Regions from separate parts of the Mus musculus genome. Here all the other regions are linked to region 1. The links are chromatin contacts, called in public Hi-C and promoter capture Hi-C maps. All regions are on one chromosome and are shown on one strand. Each heading gives the region's core, a stretch centred on a gene start, on an enhancer-like site or on the middle of the called end of the contact. The rest is flanking DNA. Distances are from core to core; before and after follow the strand shown. Region 1 holds the start of 4933423K11Rik (a long non-coding RNA gene). Region 2 holds the start of C87436 (expressed sequence C87436). Region 3 holds the start of Tia1 (cytotoxic granule-associated RNA binding protein 1).

Region 1 (3,621 bases), core at 569-3,068:
TTCTACATGGTCCCTGGCCCAAACAGGAAAAGGTGATCCAAGTCTTAGGTCTTTTATTTTGTTTATTTGGTTTGGTCTTCAAGGCAGGGTTTCTCTGTGTAGCCTGGCTGGCCTGGAATACAGAAATACACACAGCTCTGTCTCTCAAATGATGGCGTTAAAGGTGTGTGCCACCACAGCAAAGACAAATCTTAGGTTTTGATCTTAACCCTACAAAGGACACACTCTGACAAAATAAATGTTTAACCTCCTACCCTTCCCAGGCTTTGGTGTCTCTGGCCTTTGAACCCAGCATTGGGGAGGCAGAGACAGTAGAATCTCTGAGTTCAAAGGCAGCCAGGTCTACATAGCATGTTCCAGGACAGACAGCGCTACGTAGAAAGACCCTGTCTCGAAACAAAACAAAACAATAAGAACTTTTCCTATCCTTTCTAGAGAAAATAATCCGGAGAACTGAGGGCATTATAACCACTGTCCCACTGACCCAAGCTGATTCAAATGTACCCTTCTTTACTCCGAGGTGGGCCAATGCTCTCAGTCCTGGTACCCTAAGACAGAGTCACAGAGTACGTCTATACGGTGAGGTGTATCCCTGAACGTTCAAAGGCCAAGTGTCCTGTGTAACCCCTGGGAAGGCTGGGGTGTCTCCCTTCAATCTTGCCTTGGAAGATAACACCTCACCTTCCTGCTTCTACAAGGTGAGACTTCCTCTCCACTACCTACAGGCTAGTCACCTCTTTGAGGAAAAGAAGGCAGACCCTGAAGTCTTTAAATTTCCCTTCTTGAATTCCCACAGCCTCAGAATCCCATTCCGAACTTTCCTTGGCCATGTACTGCCAACGCTTGGTCACTACACCAACTCCATCAGGCCTTCCAGGCCCACCAGGCTGCTGGGGAGACAGTCAGGGGGAATTGGGGAGGGCAGAAGGCTGAATGAGAAGTAACAAACAGTATACGGGTTTGTGTCCTTGAGTGGGAGGACCGGGTCCAGACGTCCCAACCAGCCCCGCCCGGTTAGGCCTTCAACCGTTTTTGTCCCTGCTCCCAGCGCCCCAGACTCACTGCGTGTGCTGGGCGCGGCCTGCGCGGAAGACCTCGTCCAGAGCTACGGTTGCCCGGCCCAGAAACTTGTCCACGCCGATGAGTGAGCGATGCATGGTGGTGAGCACGAGCTCGCAGGCGGCGTTGGGGCCGGAGGCCCAGGGCGCAGGGCCCGCATCTGCCTCCTGTGCCCGCAGCAGGCCGTCCAGGGCTCCAGGCGGTAGCTCGAACGAACACTCTTCGCACCATTCCGGGCAGCCTTGCGTCTTCTCCACTACCGAGGTGCTGTACTTCTCTCGGCCCACCTGGATCACCGTGTACGCGTCGCTGGTGCTGCCGGCGCCCGAGCTCTTGCCCCTCAACCCGCTGGCCCGCAGCACGGTCACCTGGACATGCGTGGGCAGCCAGCGGGAGGATCCGGCCGCCGGCTCAGGGTCCCGCACCAGAGCCATGGCGGACCCTGGGACAGAGTGACAGACGTGGCAGCCGCGGGATGCTGTCAGGAGCCGGCTCCCCCGCGCCGCCTGCAGCGCACCGACCGCCGCAGCTGCGGGCTGGCCTGGGCCAAGCGGGCCGCCGCCTCCCCGCCGCCCCGCCTCCCGGGCGGCCGGCCGCCCCGCGACGTCACGCCCCGCCTAGGCCCAGGCCAGGCCCCGCCCCCAGTTCCACCAGCATATAGCTGCCTAAGAGCTAAAGAAACCCAGAGAGGGGCGCGGCCTCTGCAAAGATGTGGGCGGGGCTTTCTCACTGGCCCAGCCCCTCTGGGGGAACCTCAAGCTCCCGCTGCTCTTCTAAAAGGTGACCGGTGCAGAAGGGCGCGGCCTCTGCGTGTGTTGGGGGAGAGGATTGAGATCTGGCCATGCCTTAATCACGACCGGATTCGCTTGTGCACAGTGCGGAACTGCAAAGGAAGAAATGGAGGGGGCTAGGGACGAAGGCCGCTTGCAGCCTCTGCAGAGAGGTGGGCGTGGTTACCACCATGGCCCCGCCCCGTTTAGGCAGCGACTCCAAGCTAGAGAGCCGAACCTCTCTGCATAACTATCCACCGCGCTCTACCTGGACAGTGTCAGGGTTTTCTGCAAGCTCCTGTACTCCTGAAAGCCCTCGCTGCTTCGAAGATCCATTCTGCTCGGCGTGGATTTGAGGGTAGATAAGATGCCTACTCTAGAGACCCCCTAAATCGCACATGCGCTCCCATTTTCAACTCTCTACATATATGTGATGACCTAGAGCCGCCGCTGGGAAATCACTGGAGTGGGACTTAAAACAATCTTTTTCTGCTTTGATTTTTCCCCCACTCCCTTTTTTTTTTTTTTTTTTTTTTTTGGAAACGGAGTCTCTTCTGGCTCTCCTGGAACCTGCTATGTAGATTACGGCTCGAATTGTTAAATTCCTGCCTCCACTGAGTGCTGGGATTAAAGGCGTGCCCACTGGTTTTAAAACTTTTGTGTGGCCAGGTGTAGTAGTGCTCACCTTTAATCCCAGCACTTCCACTTGGGAGGCAGAGGAGGAAAGATCTTTTTGAGTTTGAGACCAGCCTGGTCTACATAGTGAGTTCCAGGCTAGCTAAAACATTAGCCTTATATACAAACAAGGCAAACAGGGCCTTGTTGGTAGTAGACAAGCATTCTACCACAGGACTAATCTTCCACCTCTAAATCCATTCATACTTGCCTACTGTGTGTTGTGTTCTGAGAACTGCCAGCACACTTGTTTCATTATTAAGATAATGGTTAATAATTATGGATGCTGAATTTCAGCAAGAGTCGGCCAACAACTGACTCATGAGCTTTCTGTGCATGACCTCACTCATTCTTCAGAGCCACCCTATATGTGAATTTGGTTTCCCAGAAGGCAGAATTATAGGTTAGATAAATTTACCTAAGATGCATAACAAAGAAGCTGTTGTAGCACAGCCTATAATCCCAGGACTCTGAAGGCAAATTCAAGGCCAGCCTGGGCTACATGGTGAGCCTTTACTTTTTTCTGTTAACTTTCAGAGCCTACCCTTAAATTAGATTTTTTTTTTCAATTTTCAAGACAGAGCCTCTCTGTGTAACCTTGGATGTTGTGGAACTCTCTTTGTAAATCAGGCTGGCCTTGAACTCACAGAGATCCACCTGCCTCTGCCTCCCAAGGGTTGGGATTAAAGCCATGCATCACCACTGCCTGGCTTAGAATATTTTTTAATAATGTATGCATATATACTCAGGACAAAAACAAAACAGTAGGCAACAAGGTGTCTTCATTGCCACTAAACCTGACAACTTGAGTTCGATCCTCCTCAGGACTCACGTGATAGGAGAGAGCTAATTCCAGCAAGTTGTTCTCAGACCTCCACAAGTACACCGTAGCACACTCTCTCACACCAAATATAATAATAAAACTTTAAAAACATCGGAAGGGGAGAAGAAAGAGAATTCAAAAGTCCTCCCTTCCTAGATCCTGGGGTATATCTTTTACTTTATTCTGTCTGTCTTTCTGTCTGTCTGTCTCTGCGGGGGGCAGAAGGTGTCAGAGAACAATCCTTGGGCCTCAGTTCTCACTGGATCACCTGAGGTCATTAGGCTCTGTGGCAGC
Region 2 (3,621 bases), core at 780-3,279, 1.1 Mb after region 1:
AGCTCACAACCATCTGTAATTCCAGTTCCAGAGGATCAGATGTACTCTCTGTCCTCCACCAGCACCAGGTATGTACATGCAGGCATAATACCTATATGCAGTTTTGAAAATTGTTCAATTTTTAAGGGAAATGACAAAAGATTAAACTAATACAGGTTGGAACAAAGTAAACACTGGCTACTACTAGTAGGTTGACAGGAGTCAAAGAAGTCCAGTGTGCAGAAAGCAACTACTATGTGTAGTCAGAGCAGGGAGAGAAGGAAAAAGGGTAAGGAAAACAAACTTGAAATCACAGCTGAACTCCTGATCCTTAGAAGGAGCCAGGTCCTAGAGGAACAGGAATATGCAGGCCTGTGAGGAAACACTTGAGGAGGAGGTCCACTAACTAGCGGGCAGCTGGCGTTGCCTGATACCACTGGGACATACAATGCAATGAATGGCTTAACTTAATATCCTGTTTTTTGTTGTTGTTGTTTTTTGTTTTTATTCGAGACAGGGTTTCTCTGTATAGTCCTGGCTGTCCTGGAACTCACTTTGTAGACCAGGCTGGCCTTGAACTCAGAAATCCGCCTGCCTCTGCCTCCCAAGTGCTGTGATTAAAGGCGTGTGCCACCACGGCCCGGCTTTTTGTTTTGTTTTGTTTGTTTTTATCTGCTTTTTTTGTTTTGTTTTGTTTTTTGTTTTTTTTTAAATGTCAGTTGAAAATTGCAGCCTGGGAGAGCTTGGTGTGAGGACACCCAAGTTGGCTGGTTCTGAAGACAGGGAGGTGAGGATCACAAGGTCTTTCATGAACCACTGCACACTTAATGAGAAAGGAGAGAAACAGCATCCAGAAAGATGTTGTCTGCATGTCTCTCTATTGGAGGGCTTGACATTGAACTATAGAACAAAGGAGAAACACTTCCCAATGCCAGGCAAAGAAATGAGGGTTGATGCTCTCTGGTCACCACTTGAGGCAGTTGCTAGGAACTAACTAGCCATGTGATCCAGGTATAAATATGAATGCTTTTGAACTTAACAGCAAATAAAAATTGTGGCGAGAGGAAACATCTCTTTTTTTAGTTCCTTCAGTTTCTGAAACAATATTAGAAAAATCTGATCCCAGAAAAGGGCCACTGTAACGGAGAAAAGTAAAATTTGGCTAGAGCAAAGCAATTGTGCCTACAGCGCACCACCAGTAGGTGTCCAAGCTATGGGAACACACCGGCCTCACCTAAGGCACCATAGCTTTCCGAGTGTTTCTGAAGTGCGGTGGTGGCACATGTCTTTAATCCCAACACATTGGAGGGAAGAGGCCCGCGGATCTATGTTCGAGACCAGCCTGATCTACAGAAAGAGTTCCAGGAAACACAATATTGGTGCCGGGGATTTACGATTCTGAAGAACAAATATACATAAAGTCTATTTCGGCTCTTTCCAAGGGGGGAGTCGTTCAATAATGTGTAAGAGCGAAGCGAGAGAAAACCATACAAGCTCAGGCGAGCTCTGCTTCCGATTCCAGTAAAACTGTTTTCAGCACAGAATTGTTCAGGTTCGATGTACTAGGGACCACCGGGAAGCCCTTGCTGGTGTGTTCTGTACGTTTAGGTAAAGCCACAAAGTGTCAGCACCCTGAGCCTTCTCTGTAGTTTTCCAAAAGAGAGCACTCCCCTGAAATACTACAAATCCCATGGTGCCACTTCAGCGGAGGTGAGCGGGCCCTTGGCGCACGTGGGCTGATCTGACCAATAACGACCGTCGTTACAAGCAAACAGTTTGGACGTGTTTGTAAAAGTCCGTTTGTAAAAGGAGAAGAGACGCGGCGAGGGTCGTCACCAACGAGATTCCTAGAGTTGCGAGGCAGGTAAGGGGGCAAAGTGGGAGAGGCCAAGCACCGGCGGAGCACGGCTTAGGGTGGGAACAGAGGCGGAAAAAGTGTTCGGGGAACTGCGTGTCGGACTGCTGACATTTTTGCTGGGCCCTCAGTTTGACGCCGCCGGAAGTGGGCGTTTTGCGCAGGATGCCGGGAAGCGGGTCGCATGGGAAGTGCGTTTTCCAGCCGGCCGTTCCCGGAAGCTGAGCTTAGGCGCGCTCCCCTAAACAACACCGAGGAATTGTGGCCCGGACTCTGTTATTTGACAGTGACCGGGCTGATTCTACAATCAGTAAAGGTCTGCGAGCTGTGACGTCTCGATCCAACCAGACAGTTTTATTCCTAAAATGGGTAAATAGCGCCTCCACAGGATCCCTTGTGTGAATGCATGCACTCGAATACTTCTTTCTTACTTGGGGCGGTGTTCACGTGCCCAAAACAGCGTCCCCACACCGACCAGCTCAGCGGCCGCATGGGACAGGGGGCAGCCTACCGCGCCTCGGGTTCCCTCAGCCAGCGCCAGGCGCTGCTCACCCTCTTGCTGAGAAGAGACAATCATCGGGAGACCCTTCAGGTTTCCAGCGGAGCTCCTTCACAAGTCGCGTTCCTTGTGTATCCTTTTTTAAGACAGAGTCTGCAAGCCGGGCGTGGTGGCGCAGCCTGTCATCCCAGCACTCGGGAGGCGAAGGCAAGAAGATCTCAAATTCCAGGACAGCTAGGCTACATAACAGACCTTGTCTCAAAAAGAAAAGAACAAACTGGGTATGGTGACGAGCTCCTTTAATACCAGAACTCTACAGGCAGAGACTGGCGAGTCTCTGAGTTCGAGGCTTCCCCGGTCCATCCCAGGACAGCCAGAGCGATACAAAGAAATCCTGCCCCCTACCTCCCGCCCCACCACACCCCAAAAAAGGAAAATAAGAAAAAAACTCTGTAATAATTCGTAGTGATACATGTTTTCAAATTCGAATAGTAAAAAAAATGAGATTAAACCTCCATTTCTCGGGTCTCAAATTACTGCTGAGGAAATAGACAACTATGCTGTGTCCTTAAAGTCTTTTCTAAAAAAAGATTTTTGTGTATGCATGTGTGTATATCCAGTGTGTCAAAGGAGTTGGACTTCCCAGAATTAAGAGTTTTAGGCAGATGAGCCCTGATGTTACTGCTTGGAACCAAACTTGGGCCCTCTAAAAGAGCAATACACACTTTTAACCACTAGCCATCTCTGCAGCCCCATTTTCCCCTTTCCTTTCCTTTCAAAACCAAGCATAGCATACACAAAGCACTAAGCTTTGTTACTGGTATACAGATCTCAACTGTTTTTAATGGCTTTACAGTCGCATCTTACTCAGCACACTGTACTTAGTTCTTTAATGGAAGTCCTTTTCCTATTCTGCAGGTACAAAATCTCATAGAGGGATATCTGTGATTTGGATGCCAGCCTGGTCCACATATTGAGTACAGCCAGGTGTACATAGTAAGACCCTATCTTCAAAAAAGAGGTGGGAGCTGGAAAGACCACCCAGTAGTTAAGAATACATACTGCTCTTGCAGAGGATCTGAGTTGAGTCCCCGGCACCCATGTCTAGTAGCTCACAAGCACCTGTAACTACAGTTCCAGACATATGCAGTGCAGCCTGTTGGCTATGGCTGCCTGTACTCATATGCACATAGCCTGACACAGGAAATAGGTTTCAGCCCCTTTGGAAACAGTTTTTCAGGTTCCGAAAATGTTAAGTGTACAAAGGAAATAGCTATGTTTACTATGA
Region 3 (3,621 bases), core at 762-3,261, 1.0 Mb after region 1:
TGGTGGATCATACATGCAATCCCAACATTTAGGAGGCTAAGTCAGGAAGATTGGACTCTTGAGGAAAGCCTCATCTACACATCAAGGTGTCTCAAATATATACCAACGTATAAGAATATCTGCACTGAAAATTTCACCCTAGAAGTAGGTGTTTGTTTGTTTGTTTGTTTTAAGTTGCCAAACAGTGGTATATACCTTTAATCCCAGCACTTTGGAAACAGAGGCAGGCAGATCTCTGTGAGTTCAAGGACAGCCTGGTCTATAAAGTGAGTTCCAGGACAGCCAGAACTACTTTTTGGAAACCCTGTCACCAAAAAGAGAAGAGGTATGTTTCAAGAAGACACACAGTGTATGATTCTGTTTGTATGAAATACTCAGAAAGCAAAACCATAGAGTCAGAACGATCACTGGGCTGGAAATGGGTAAAGCTTGTTATTGTTGAACACCTATGCTGATAAACTAAAAGCCATTTTAAATAGATTTCCACCCACCCCCAGAGTGTTCAAAATACTTTAAACACTTAAATATTTGCCATACTCTTCTTTAAAATTATTGTTTGTTTCTTTGTTTGTTTGTTTGAAGAGAGGCGCTTGCTTCTAAATAGCATTGGTTGGCTTTGAACTCCTGAACTTCCTACCTACTTCTGCGTTCTGAAGTGTGGACAATATTTGTTTTCTGTCTATAATATAGACTCTATATAATCTGAAAATATGACGTACTCTAGAGATAATTATAGAAGTAGAACTCCCAAATGTGGGGTGGTGGTGGCTCATGCTTTTAATCCCAGCATTAGGGAGGCAGAGGCAAGAGGATCTTTTGAGTTTGAAGCTAGTTTAGTCTACAGAGCTAATTCCAGGACAGCCAGTTCTGCACAGAGACCCCCTGTCTTGAAAAACAGAAAAGTTGAAAGAAAAGAAGGAAGGAAAGGAGGGAGGAAGAAGGAAAGAGAGAGGGAATCCCAAATATGGCAGAGTACGCAATTGGTTCTCAACCTGTGGGTCGCGACCCCTTTACCACCCCTCTATCGCTGAAAGTATTTACATTACAATTCATATCAGTAACAAAATTACAGTTATGAAGTAGCAACAAAAGTACTGTTATGGTTGGGGTCACTACAATGCCAGGAACTGTATTAAAAGGTCGCAACATTAGGAATCTTGAGGACCACTGATGTAAAAGAACGACATTGGATACAAAAACTTTCACGTCTTTAATAAATGCTTTACATAATATGTATAGTGTAATAAGAAAGGATAAAAAAAAGTACCGGAACCACATTCCAGAGCCATAACTCTGAACCCTAAGCAAGGGCTGACTGTTGAGATTCTTCTCACCAATTTGCAACAGTAACTCTGTTATTACCAGCTTTTCGATTACATTGGGTATACAAAAGAAATCCAGACATAAATATGATTCCTGCTCGCAAAGTATTGCTTATTGTCAAGTAGACCTTATTTTCTTACCACAACTCTTACTTCTAAATAATAAGCAAAAATGAAAGTCGAGATTTTTCTCAAACAGCCACTCAACAGCATTGGTATGAGAAAGAATGAATCGTTTCATAAAGCAACGGAAAAAGTGCAAGTATCAATTCGTTCTAATTTTCATTTACATAAATCAAGAATCCAATAGGCAGAGATACTAACGTATCTCCTATGAGTTTTCGGACGCCCAAATCCTCAACAGCGCCGCTGGTGTAGTGGTATCATGCAAGATTCCCATTCTTGCGACCCGGGTTCGATTCCCGGGCGGCGCATGTCTTTTCTCTCTTTAAATAGTGTGCAAAAAGAAAATTTTCCTGCTAGAAAAACACCTGCTATTTTATTTCTTTAACCTCCCCAAGGATTTTTAATTTCACTATATAATTCACAAATGAAACACTCCGCTCTGAAACTACAGAAATCCTAAACTACTGGCATTGCGTCTGCGCACTCTGAGCCATCCCTTGCCTGGTGGCAGCGCGGCTGCGCACCAAGTGAACCCCGTCCTTGAAGCCTAAACCCGGCTGCCAGGAGGGTGAGCATGCTAGCTGGCTGTGCGCATGCGCGGCACGGGTCACTCGGCTGCCGGCTCCTAGGCGTCCGGCTCGCCGCCATCTTGGATCGGGGTTTCATTGTTCGCGGTAGGCCGGGCCTTTTTTTGTGTAATCGCTGCCAAAGAAGAAAGCGAAGTAGCCTCCGGTCAAGCGAGGAGGCCGGCTCTTCCGCAGCCATAGCCCGCCTCAAGGATTTGGGAGGTAGCGAAGGGCAGGGAGCTGGACCCTGAGGTGCCGCCGCGACCGCAGCAGCCATGGAGGACGAGATGCCCAAGACTCTGTGAGTCTGGAGCAGCGTTGAGGGAGGCGGGATGGTGGTCGCCCCGTAGGGAGGCCGCGGCCCTGCGCCTCTCTGCAGCCTATTGTTCTCCGTGGACGCCGCGCTGTGGTGGTTCCTCCCTCCCGTGCGCACGCCAGGATGCTTAGAGCCGAGCCGGGCCGAGAGGACGATGGCGGGAGAGGGGCTCGGCCCCTGTCACCCCTCGGCTGGCTGCACCCGCGGCCCCCAGACCTGGAGGAAGGACTTTTCATTCAAAGCTCTCCTCAGGACTCGGCACGTCCTCCTGGAGTCCCATGCTTGCGTCCTTTTTTTCCCCGCCCCCTCTTTTCGATGAATCTTTTCCAGATTTCCATCTGGAACGTCCTTTCTCTTTTCTTTTGGTAGGATTTTTTTCATTTTTAATTCTTGAAGGCTGAGGTTAAAAACTTTATACTTGCAGTTGAGAACTGGAAAGAAAAAAAAAAAAAAAGCCAGACATCTTTCTCGAAGGTCTTCGGCTTTCCCTCTGTAGTACTCCCCTGACCCTCGACCAAAAAACCTAACTGGACACCCAAGGATGTTGAAACCGTTCTTAAAAAATGGAAATCTCACTCGGAGGGATGCATCTACCGAGGGAAAGTGGGTTTCATTAAAACATATTTACCACCATTTGCGACTAGTGGTTGACATTTTTATTAATGGAGTAACTGTGGTCAGTCAGGTGTAAGCATCTTTAGTGAATATTTTGTAACTCGAGTCTAGGATATTGTCTTTGTCATGTAACTTCCCCTTGCATTCTTTGTTTTTCAACGCACGGGTTGAGGCGGTTGTGCCTTTGTTGGGTTTCACAGGGCAAAAAAGAAAAGCTCAAGAAATTGTGGGTTTTGGTTGTTGTTTTTTTCTCCCGGTATATTTGAAGATTGCAACTTGATGTATCGTGCATATAGTTCATATAAATGAAGTAGGATGAACATGTATCATGTTACGGGCCTTAACTCTGCACCTAGTTCCTGCCATAGCTTTTTATTTCTAGAATCCTGGTACTTTTAGAGCTATGTACATTTAGGGTTCTTTTTGACATTTTCTAGTTATTAAAATTGTTCTGAAGTACAGATACGTTATTCTTTTTCCCCTCGCCCATTTTCAATTTCTTTTTTCTTTTGTTTGTTTTGTTTTATTGAGACAGGGTGTATCTCTGGCTGTCCCAGACTCACTATTACAGACCAGGTTGGCCTAAAATTCAGAGATTTGTCTGCCTCTGCCTTCTGAACACTGTGATTAAAGTCTGTGCCATACACTTTGCCCCAATTTAAATTTCAAGTTGCTA

What was found. Promoter capture Hi-C pulls out the DNA fragments that hold promoters and counts their contacts. A called contact is a pair of places that touch in the nucleus more often than the background predicts.
Region 2: a contact with region 1 is called in a Hi-C map of muscle stem cells, with 5 times the contacts expected there. The contact joins the promoter of C87436 here to the promoter of 4933423K11Rik in region 1. A contact is called at or near these places in 2 of 39 promoter capture datasets (liver and pre-B cells) and 1 of 484 Hi-C or Micro-C datasets (muscle stem cells).
Region 3: a promoter capture Hi-C map of pre-B cells shows a contact between it and region 1, with 3 times the contacts expected there. The contact joins the promoter of Tia1 here to the promoter of 4933423K11Rik in region 1. A contact is called at or near these places in 1 of 39 promoter capture datasets (pre-B cells), 1 of 484 Hi-C or Micro-C datasets (embryonic stem cells), 3 of 115 datasets of contacts at active chromatin or transcription factors (extraembryonic endoderm stem cells, microglia and trophoblast stem cells) and 2 of 9 other capture datasets (adipose tissue and pancreatic islet).

What each region holds. Positions count from the first base shown.
Region 1 is chr6:85,373,036-85,376,656 of GRCm38.p6, forward strand. It overlaps 4933423K11Rik (a long non-coding RNA gene), which reads left to right and starts at 1,819. Exons shown (of 4, transcript XR_869208.2): 1 at 1,819-2,187. Rab11fip5 (RAB11 family interacting protein 5 (class I)) reads right to left here and starts at 1,599. Exons shown (of 6, transcript NM_001003955.2): 1 at 1,063-1,599. The coding sequence starts at 1,493.
Region 2 is chr6:86,436,645-86,440,265 of GRCm38.p6, forward strand. It overlaps C87436 (expressed sequence C87436), which reads left to right and starts at 2,030. Exons shown (of 10, transcript NM_001364557.1): 1 at 2,030-2,203.
Region 3 is chr6:86,402,208-86,405,828 of GRCm38.p6, forward strand. It overlaps Tia1 (cytotoxic granule-associated RNA binding protein 1), which reads left to right and starts at 2,012. Exons shown (of 13, transcript NM_011585.4): 1 at 2,012-2,315. The coding sequence starts at 2,290. It overlaps n-TGccc4 (a tRNA gene), which reads left to right and starts at 1,686; the gene lies at 1,686-1,756.